Regions from separate parts of the Arachis hypogaea genome. Here region 1 is linked to region 2. A link is a contact called in public Hi-C data. All regions are on one chromosome and are shown on one strand. The core of a region is the stretch at or near the end of the contact, and the rest is flanking DNA. Distances in the headings are between cores, read along the strand shown. Region 1 has its middle 9.7 kb from the start of LOC112797152. Region 2 holds the start of LOC112797149 (transcription factor SCREAM2).

The links. Hi-C and Micro-C count contacts between places; a contact is called where the count stands out from the background.
Region 1: a Hi-C map of leaf shows a contact between it and region 2, with 2.2 times the contacts expected there. The contact joins the enhancer-like site here to the promoter of LOC112797149 in region 2. A contact is called at or near these places in 3 of 8 Hi-C or Micro-C datasets (leaf and an unstated tissue).

What each region holds. Positions count from the first base shown.
Region 1 is chr4:106,950,215-106,954,862 of arahy.Tifrunner.gnm2.J5K5, reverse strand. No RefSeq gene overlaps it. Among protein-coding and RNA genes, the nearest start is that of LOC112797152, 9.7 kb to the right of the region's middle. Within about 2 kb of position 2,937, at least 3 of the 3 cell types and tissues checked have open chromatin away from gene starts, as enhancers often do.
Region 2 is chr4:106,753,181-106,758,016 of arahy.Tifrunner.gnm2.J5K5, reverse strand. It overlaps LOC112797149 (transcription factor SCREAM2), which reads right to left and starts at 3,546. Exons shown (of 4, transcript XM_025839954.3): 1 at 3,164-3,546; 2 at 2,872-3,009; 3 at 2,370-2,540; 4 at 31-180. The coding sequence starts at 3,244. The coding sequence ends at 100.

The DNA of each region.
Region 1 (4,648 bases), core at 1,688-4,187, 200 kb before region 2:
TCAAGGTTACAAACTAACTCAAATACAACATAATCATGTGTACTCAACTTCAATCTAACTCAAACACATCATCTTTTTCTCATTTAATTTTATCACATCATTATTTAATTATACATTTTATAGGTTAACAATCAAACTTTCATGATCCCCAAGTTCAATTTATAGCTAAAGGTCTTTAACATTTATCTCATAATTTTTGGAACTCACAATTTTTCATTATATTCTTTAAATATCTCTTTTTTTCTCAACTCTTATGTTTAATTCTATTAAAACCTCATACTGTGCACATTTTCTATTTCTAAATTTTTGAGTTGATAAATAATTAACGTTTAAATTTGTAATTAGTTAAATTCCTATTTAATTTAATTTCAATTATTTATTTCTTCTATGATCATTTACCCTTAAACAATTGTGCCAATTACTTTAAATTCATTAAAACTCCCTAAAACATCATTTTTTAATTAGAATAAGGGCAGTTTTTCGACAAGCTTACCAGGATAGAAGGTGATAGCAACAGATTTTACAGTGAGCAAAAACAACAGTAGTGGCTCCCTTCAAACTCACCAATAACAATCATGGCAGAGAGAAACCAGAGCAGCAATGACAAGAGATTTGAATGTGGCTTCCGATAATAGCAGTGCAATTTTCTTATGACCAGAGGCACTGTGACGAGGTCACCCTCTCTTCCGGCAAGTTCCTTCTCCTTCTGTTTGTGTTTGGTCGTGTTTCTCTCTCCTTTGCAAACTCTTTCTCTCTCCCTCTCTCTGCACTGTCATGATGGCTACTAAAAGCTCCAGCGATGATGACGACTATGGTAGCTACGGATGGCAACGAGTCCCCATGGAGGAGGACATCCCCCGCCCCTGTCTCCGTCCCCGCCTCGTTCCTGCGACCCCGTAAAAAAATAATAAAAATTGAAAAAATAAAAAACGAAAAATTGAAAAAAAATAAAATAATCTTCGACAAACATAATTTTTATAGTTTCCAAAGACTTAAATAATCATAACCAACATAATTTTGATATCAAACATATTCATAAACAACCAAATATATCCAAAAACTAAAAAACATAATTCATCACATTGTAAAGCATAATTCTCAAGCCTTCTTTTATCGTGTAATTGTAGTAATAGTAAATTCCAATTTGTTTAAATCCTACGTCGAAAAGAAACAAAATGAAAAATTAAAATCATATAATAAATCAACAATAAATCAATAATACAAAAAAGTAGTGTATTGTATATAGTTTAGTAGTTTACTTAGATCAACATCTTCTTCAATATATCAGAGGAAGACATTTTGTGCTCTAAAACAATAAAACTAAAATCACAGAACAATTCCCAAGGGGTTGGAATCTTGTTCATCCTTGGGGTGGTTGTGTTTTACCTAAGATATAGGAACTTCAGAAAGAAGAAGAAAAGTTTAAATGTTTCAAAGTGGAGGTCGTTTCATAAGCTGAGCTTTGATGAGTTTGAAATTGTGAAATTGATGAGTGAAGACAATGTGATAGGGAGTGGATTATTTGGGAAGGTCTACAAGGTTGTTCTAAGCAGTGGTGATGTCGTGGCTGTCAAGATATTATGGGGAGAAACCAAGAATGGAAATGGAATTGGGATTGTTGGTTCTGAACAAGATGAATTTGATGTTGAAGTTGAAACACTAGAAAAATAACTCAGAAATATAGTAAGGTTGTGATGTTGCTGCCACAGTGGTGACAGCAGGCTCCTGGTTTATGAATATATGCCGAATGGGAACTTGACCGATATGTTGAAGAGTAACAAGAAAAGCTTCTTGGATTGGCCAACAAGGTACAAGATTGCAATTGATGCTGCTGAGGGGCTTTCTTATTTGCATCATGGTATTGTGCTACCCATTGTTCATAGGGATGTAAAATTGAACAACGTATTGCAAGCTCTTATGGTTACATCGCACCAGGTTGATGAATTTTTGGTTGACAATTGATTAATTATATATTTACTTAGTCAGTATTTTGGAGTCTTCTTTTTTAATTTGTTATGTTAATTCTGCTTTAACACATTAATGGTTTGCTATATAGTGGCATGTAAATTTACAAGATTTAAAAAGTAAAAACTTATTTTTATAGGGTCATACCAATTTGATTAACTTCTATTAGAAACTTAATTGCAAAATATCCCTTTTTTTCTTGTTCAGTCTACTTGAATTTGAATTTGAAGGTGGTGGTTTTGAAGAAATGAAGGGAAAATGAGGAGCAAGCTACTGTCTCTTTTATTACAATTCTTTGGGGACTTGTTTCTGCATTGGAAAGCACAGATAGTTAGTTATACTACATTTAACAATATTTTAGGTAAGCTAAATTTATAATCAGTAACATGAGTAAATATTTTGCATTTATAGGGGCTGTAGCTAGCCTCTATTATTGGTTTTCTGACATTCAGAAGTGATAAATATTAGCATTTATATTAGGATGAAAATGAAAATTGAAAATGCTAATCTTATCTTAGTCAGGAAGATAGTTTCAACCTCTATATTTTTTTCTTTGGTCTGTCTTTTTGATGTACTGTAAATATTATACTTGCAATTAATTATGAAATATGTATATTACAATCTGTCTCTCTATTGCCTGTTACGTTTGGTATTTTAAAGTTGAATTCTGTTATAAATTTCAGGGTCTGCAAGGACAAAAAATTGTTTTCCTTGAATTGAGAATCCTAAGGTTTATATCAAAGAATCTAAGGGCATTCTTCGAGAACTTTTAATAGTGCATTCTCTATAGATTTGTTTCGTTCACAAGAATTTGGATATATCACAATAGTCTTACATTGGGAAGATAAAAGAAAAGCATGGTCTTTATATACCTTTGATTTTAGCTCTTAGCTCGCCGAGTTGTGTAACGCCAGCTTGTGACCCAAGTGGGGGCAATTAAGGTGATGGAACAGGTGCCTTGGCTTGCTGGGTTGGGCTTGCAAGGGCAAATTGTTGGCCTGCCCACTCCAAGTTGAGAGTTAGGCCCGGTGGTTTAGGCAAAGGCCTAGGCCCCTCGGCTTCTAGAACGGAGGGCAATGCGTGAGGCTGGTTTAACAGAGCAGCGATCACTTCCTGCTCCCAACAGTGGAGGGATTACAGGCCGCTGCTCTTCTGGCCCAGAATGACCTTGTAGGCCTCGTGTTCCTGGACCATCATTTTTTATAATTTTCAAAAAGAAAAAAATTGCTACACAACTTTCCTCGGTTTGAAATTTATTAAACACAATCTTTTTTCTTTATACCTTGCGATCTCACTCTCGGAACTTCATGTTGATTACTCTTAAAACATAGCTATTTATAATGATACACCTTGCCATGTTAAACCAAACTTTTTACTCAACTCATCACTAAGACTATAATGGTTCTTAGAGCACAGCGGTAATAGAATCTCAACAATGACTGCTGATGAATTTGAGTGTAATGAGAGATGATGGAAGAAGAAGCTGAAAAATTTTCCTTGTATATTTATTGTTGCTTTAATTACATTGGAGACTCATTATATATATGTATATATTGCAGGATCACTAGGATTGACTAAATAAAATGCACTAATGCGAACAATGAAAATGATCAAATTCTTGCTAGACTTACATGCATGTGTCTGAAAAAGATCACTAGAAGAGGGTCCGAAGTTTCTAAAAAGATATTATGCAGTTTGCACTGATATGTTTATGATTCGAGTGTCTCCTTTTTGAAGAGTCAAATGTATGTGAAATCACGTTTTCTTTAACCATTACACAAAAATTGCGTCATTTATGCTGAGCTATATCTCTCTCAAAAAAGTCATTGGAAGTCATATATACAACAGAGCTAATAATTTAATTCATATAGAAATTCCTAGTAATAATCATTAGTACTGGGGGATTATACAACTCAATAAAATGAATATCACTAATTGGAAGCTGTAATGGCAGTATATTTGTGTTCATAACAAACAACCTGACCTGGAAATTAGTTAAGAAAATGACAAACTTCAAAATTATAAAATATAGAATCTAATTAATTAATCTTATAAAACTAGACTTGCACCACAAGAAAAATGAGTATTATATAACCATGAGTAGATTGTTATGATATTTATTGTGAGGATTTGCACGGCACTGATATGAGACCTAATGTGATGATGATTATGAGGAAATTTGATGTGATACTATATTATGATTTTGACATGGTATTAATTAAGGTAAGGTTGATATGGAATGATTAATAACATGGTACTTGAGTGGTGTCCTTTTGTATCTTGATTGAGAATAGAAGTGTTGATAGAAACAAGAGACGAGAATTAATGAGAGTACAGTGTGTGTGTGTGTGTGTGTATATAGTGCTGCATGGCTCATATATATCTGTGTGTGTAACTCGTATTACAGAATACAACTCTTAAGTTTGTTCAATAACTCTTACACACACAACCTAGAAAGGCAAAAAGAATGAAAGTAATTAAAGAGACAAGAGTTCTTTGCTGCCTGTAGATTTTGATATGCACGTCGTTTAACGAGGTTGGGGTAAATTTTTTTTTTGGTGGATACTACAATGAAAACTTTATAATTGTCTTCATGTGAAAATATTCTCTTTTGACCTTGGATGATGGATTACATGGTTAGATTTTGATATTTATAAAAGTGTTATTTTTGTTTAAAGTGTGG
Region 2 (4,836 bases), core at 2,297-4,796:
TATATATATATATATATATATATATATATATATTTAAAAAACAAAGCTTTTTATTAATTTTTTCTATGTGCTTCCAATACTATTACATTTAATTATTATTTAGTAATTACTTTTGTTGATTGCTTGCAACACTGCTTGCTTCACCACTTGTGCGTCAATAGTATCATTGTTCTTTTGACTCTGCAAAAGAAATTAAACCAAATAGTTTTTATCAATCCAAATTTCAGAAGGAATAACTAGAATCACGTGATAGGAATTTTCAATTGTATCTATGCATAATGTGTGTTATTTTATTTCCCACAAGTACTCATGTTTGACAAGTAGACAATAATAACTATTAATAATAATGCAACTCTTTAATTTGCTTAGTTGGCAATAGTGCTCTATATATATATAGCGCATGCAATACTACATATGGCTAGTGAGAAATCCATTTAAGAGAAACACTGTTTTCATCTCTGTTTGATCGATCGAGGGAAAAAAATAGTAGAGAAGAGAAAAAAGATAGAGACCCAGGGAGGGTGGTTACTATAGAGTAATTTCTGTCCATATAAGTAATTTTCATTTTGTTAATTAATTTATTTAAGCTTATTTATTTGTTTGTATTTTTTTTTTACCTACAATTCTTAAGTTTTGTTTGCATGTAATTTCATTAAAAATATATATAAAGGCAAATAGTTTTTTTCCCAATTTTTTAGAAAATATTCAATTTTTTATGTTTCTCAGACAAAAAAAAAGTGTTTATTTCTATCTTTATAATCAAACGAGAATATGTTATTCTATTATCCTTATATTTGTCTTGAAGAAAATATCAAAATGCAGCTTAGAAAGAGAGAGAAGTTTTATGTTGTATCAATCTAGTTAACTAGTATGTTAAAACTTAAATCACTAATAATACTATATATTTCTAAAAATAAAACAAAATTTAAAGTAAAATCTAAAAACCAGCACATTCTCTGGAACTTCAAAAGCAACAAGAAAAAGGCTGGAAATGAAAACTTCAAAATCAAAACCACTACTAAATACTAAATACTTTCACCACATAATTGGTGCAGCATATACATCCTTATTCTTCCAAAAGCTTAAATAATGAATAGGAATAAATAAATAAATAGTTATATCTCTAATAAATATTTTCGCTCAAGAATTTTTTATTTATATAAATTGTTTTTACATATTTTTTTCTTTTATTGGTATCATGTTGATTTTTTTTTGTCAACAAGGATCAAAGTCTATATCTTTAAGTTATAGAAATTCTGATATTATATATATATATATATATATATATATATATATATATATATATATATATATATATATATATCTTTTTTTTAATTTTAAACTAATAGACTGATATATATAAGTAGTTATATCTCTAATAATATAAAAGTAATAGTTATATGTAAATAATTATAAGAATTTATAATAACTTGATTTCTTATTATTCACAATATTACATTTCTTCTATATTTTTTTTCATTTGTTTTATATAGTAATTTCATTTTTTTTGTGTTAATATGATTAATTTTAAGCAATAATATTATCGATTCTCTCTATTATTTCGTACACCTTGAAAAGAAGCTTCTATATATAGTTATGTTGCTCAAATAAATGTTGAACAATGTTTACCGTGATCGATCTTATATCCATATAAAAATAATTTGTTTGAAAAGTCTCAATCCCTGAAGAAGAATACATTAAGTAATTTCCATTAATTTAATTTATTTGATCCAATAGCTATATTTTATTATATTGAGATTTAGATTAAGCCAGAATCATTTCTTGTCCATTTTTGAGAATTCTTAGGCTCAACTAGGAAATAAGAAAAGAACAATAAAATATATATAAAAACAAAAAACTTGAGTACTGCTTAGTTATATTACCTGAAATTGTCTATTTGCTGCTAAAAATATATACATGCTGAAATAATACTCCTATGTAATAATACTCTTAGGCCCTAAATAATATATGTTATTGTATGAATTGTTCAAGTACAAGGGTATTCATATTTCATGGTCAGACACCTATTTATCATGAAAAGTTGTAAACCAGTTAAGGAAAGAGTTGTTGAACTAATTTTTTAGTTAATACTTTTTTTCCATTATTAGCAATAAGTACTATTTATTTTAATTATAACTGAACTCATCCAAAATAACAGAAGTATTGTATTGAAGTTATATTTTATTCTAAAAAATGACACGCCAAAAATCAAATTCTACACATTTAAATTATAAAAATTATTGTATATATTATGTCATGAATGATCTTTTTCAAAACCACTTAATGAATAATTATATAGGATTAATTAGTATATTCTATATCAAAAGGAAGAAAAAATAATCAAATAATAAAATATTATGTTGGCTTACTTCTCCACCCACTGCTTGAAGCTGGAAAGTGTCTTCACAAGAAACCCTAGCATCAAGAACATCAAGTCCAAGCTCTTCAAATGCTTTTAGTATTGAGACCAACATACCAGGGCAATTCTTCTCTGAATACACGTTAATGTGGAAACCTTTTTCTAGGGTTTCCACAGTCACCTGCAATTTTATTTTATTATTATATTAAACATGCAATTTGTCCTTATTTTTTGTGTTTATTTTTAAAAAGACATTTTTATGTGAAGATAATGTTATAAACTGTTAAATAATTTTTAGACAAATATATCAAATCATTTAATAATTTACAATATCATTATATGAAGATGTCTTTGTTGAAATAACTATCATATTCTGTTCGTATTTTATCTATTATTAAAAACTTTTGATATATTTGAGAACGATTTCACATGTATATGAAAAAATTGCAGAAAAAAGATAAAAGAGATATTATAAAATAATCAAATGAAATAAATACAGAAAAAATAGGCACCATAGGTAGTTCATCATCAATTTGAGAGGTTGACGAAGATGTTTCAGGGATTACAAGCTCGGAATTCAGTCCCTCCACTTTTTGCTTCAACTCCTCTATGTATCTGGATGCGTCCACAATAATTGAAGCTTTGTTCACCTGCAAAATAAACCCCAAAAAAAAAAACTATTATTCAATATGAAGAAGCTTTTGCAATTGAGTAAAAATAGTGATGAGCTTGATTGATATATATTATATTAATTCATCATGAACATAAACCTACATATATAATATAGAATCAATTATTACATACACCACTAGAATTTGTAACATCTCGGAGTTGATTCAACTTTTGTTGAAGAGCCTCCCTTCTTCTCTCCCTACTAGAAGCCATGCTTTCTTCTTCTTCTTCTTCTTAGTTTTATTGTTATTATTTTGCTTTTCACTTCAATAATTTTTGTGTATTTGGTTTTTGTTCTTCTGATAACTTCTTACAGGGTCTCTGTCTATATACCCTTACTCATCAATTCCCATATATATGTGGCTTTGAGGTTTTTATTTTTGTTTTTTTTTAATATATATATATATATAGAATGTTTGAGGTTACAAAATTATATATGTTATCTCTTGTTTGTTTCCTTGACGACTACCCAAGTATCCCCACAACAAAATTATTCATTTCACTAGTCATTTACTAAATTGACCTCATTATTCCCCCCCCCCCCCCTCCTTCTATATACATGGTAATTATGGTAATTTTGATATTTTAAAAAGTATTATTAAAATTAAAATAATATTTTTTATTGTTAAACAACATTTTTTAAAAAATGTTACTAAGAAAAGTGTTATACAACAAATATAATTTTAATTTTAACAATACTTACATAATCATCGTGACATAGACATACTAAAATTCATCATATATATATATAATATAAATTAAAATAGTTTTGATAAGAATGAAGAATTATAATTGTCCTATTTCAACCACCCTTTATGTTTTATATAAAATGATAAGACATCGCACTTACTTACACACATTAAACTAGCTTGCTAAATCTTACTAATAACAAGAAATAATGTGAAATCAAATTACTGTTTTATTTTATTATTATATATATAACAATAGAGGAAAGCTAAGGAACCAAAAGCATATCAGCCAAAACCCAGCCAAATACTTTTGGATGAATTTAAAATTTTTACGAGTTAATATATATGAATGTTTCTTCTACTAAGTATCAGAATGTTTCTTTTTCATATTAAATGGATGTTCTTTTATATATTTTTCGAATTTGTAATTGTTGGAGGTGGATAGATCAATGTGAGAGAAAAGAGGAAGGTTTTTATAAGTTTTAGTTAGATTTACTTAATCAATTTAAATTTTTTTAAATTTTAAATTTAAAAAATTTAAAATTAATTAATTATTAATATAAATTAATGTAATTTTGTTTAGTTTTTTGCTGATAAACTTTTGGTTCCTTATACTTTTTCATAACAATATTGTTTTTTGTTTGGTTCTATCTTAATTAAGAAGCACTCATAATTCGTGAAAACAACATTTATCTACCTCATAAATCATAATCCGTTCCTACATTCATCATTTCACACTTTCCCAAAGCCCGAACAAGATTTCTTTTCAGTACAAGAGAGGCAGGAATGAGTGGCGATTTTTTAGGATTTTACAGCAATTTTAAACCGTTACAAAACGAATTATCAATAGTTTAAAATTTAAAAATGTGCATAACATTAATTAATTGTATAAATTGATTTTAGCAATGATTGATTAAAATTAAAAGGAGAAGTACGAGGAATTAATGAAATATTTGTACAATGTGGATAATGGAAGTTTATAGAGTATTAGAGATATAACTATTAGTGTTACATTTTTTCATCAGCTGAAGTTTTTGGGATGAGTGGTATCATGACATGATATTAGAATGCTAGATCTGAAAGGTTGAAAATTCGATCCTTAGTGAACCCCAAAAT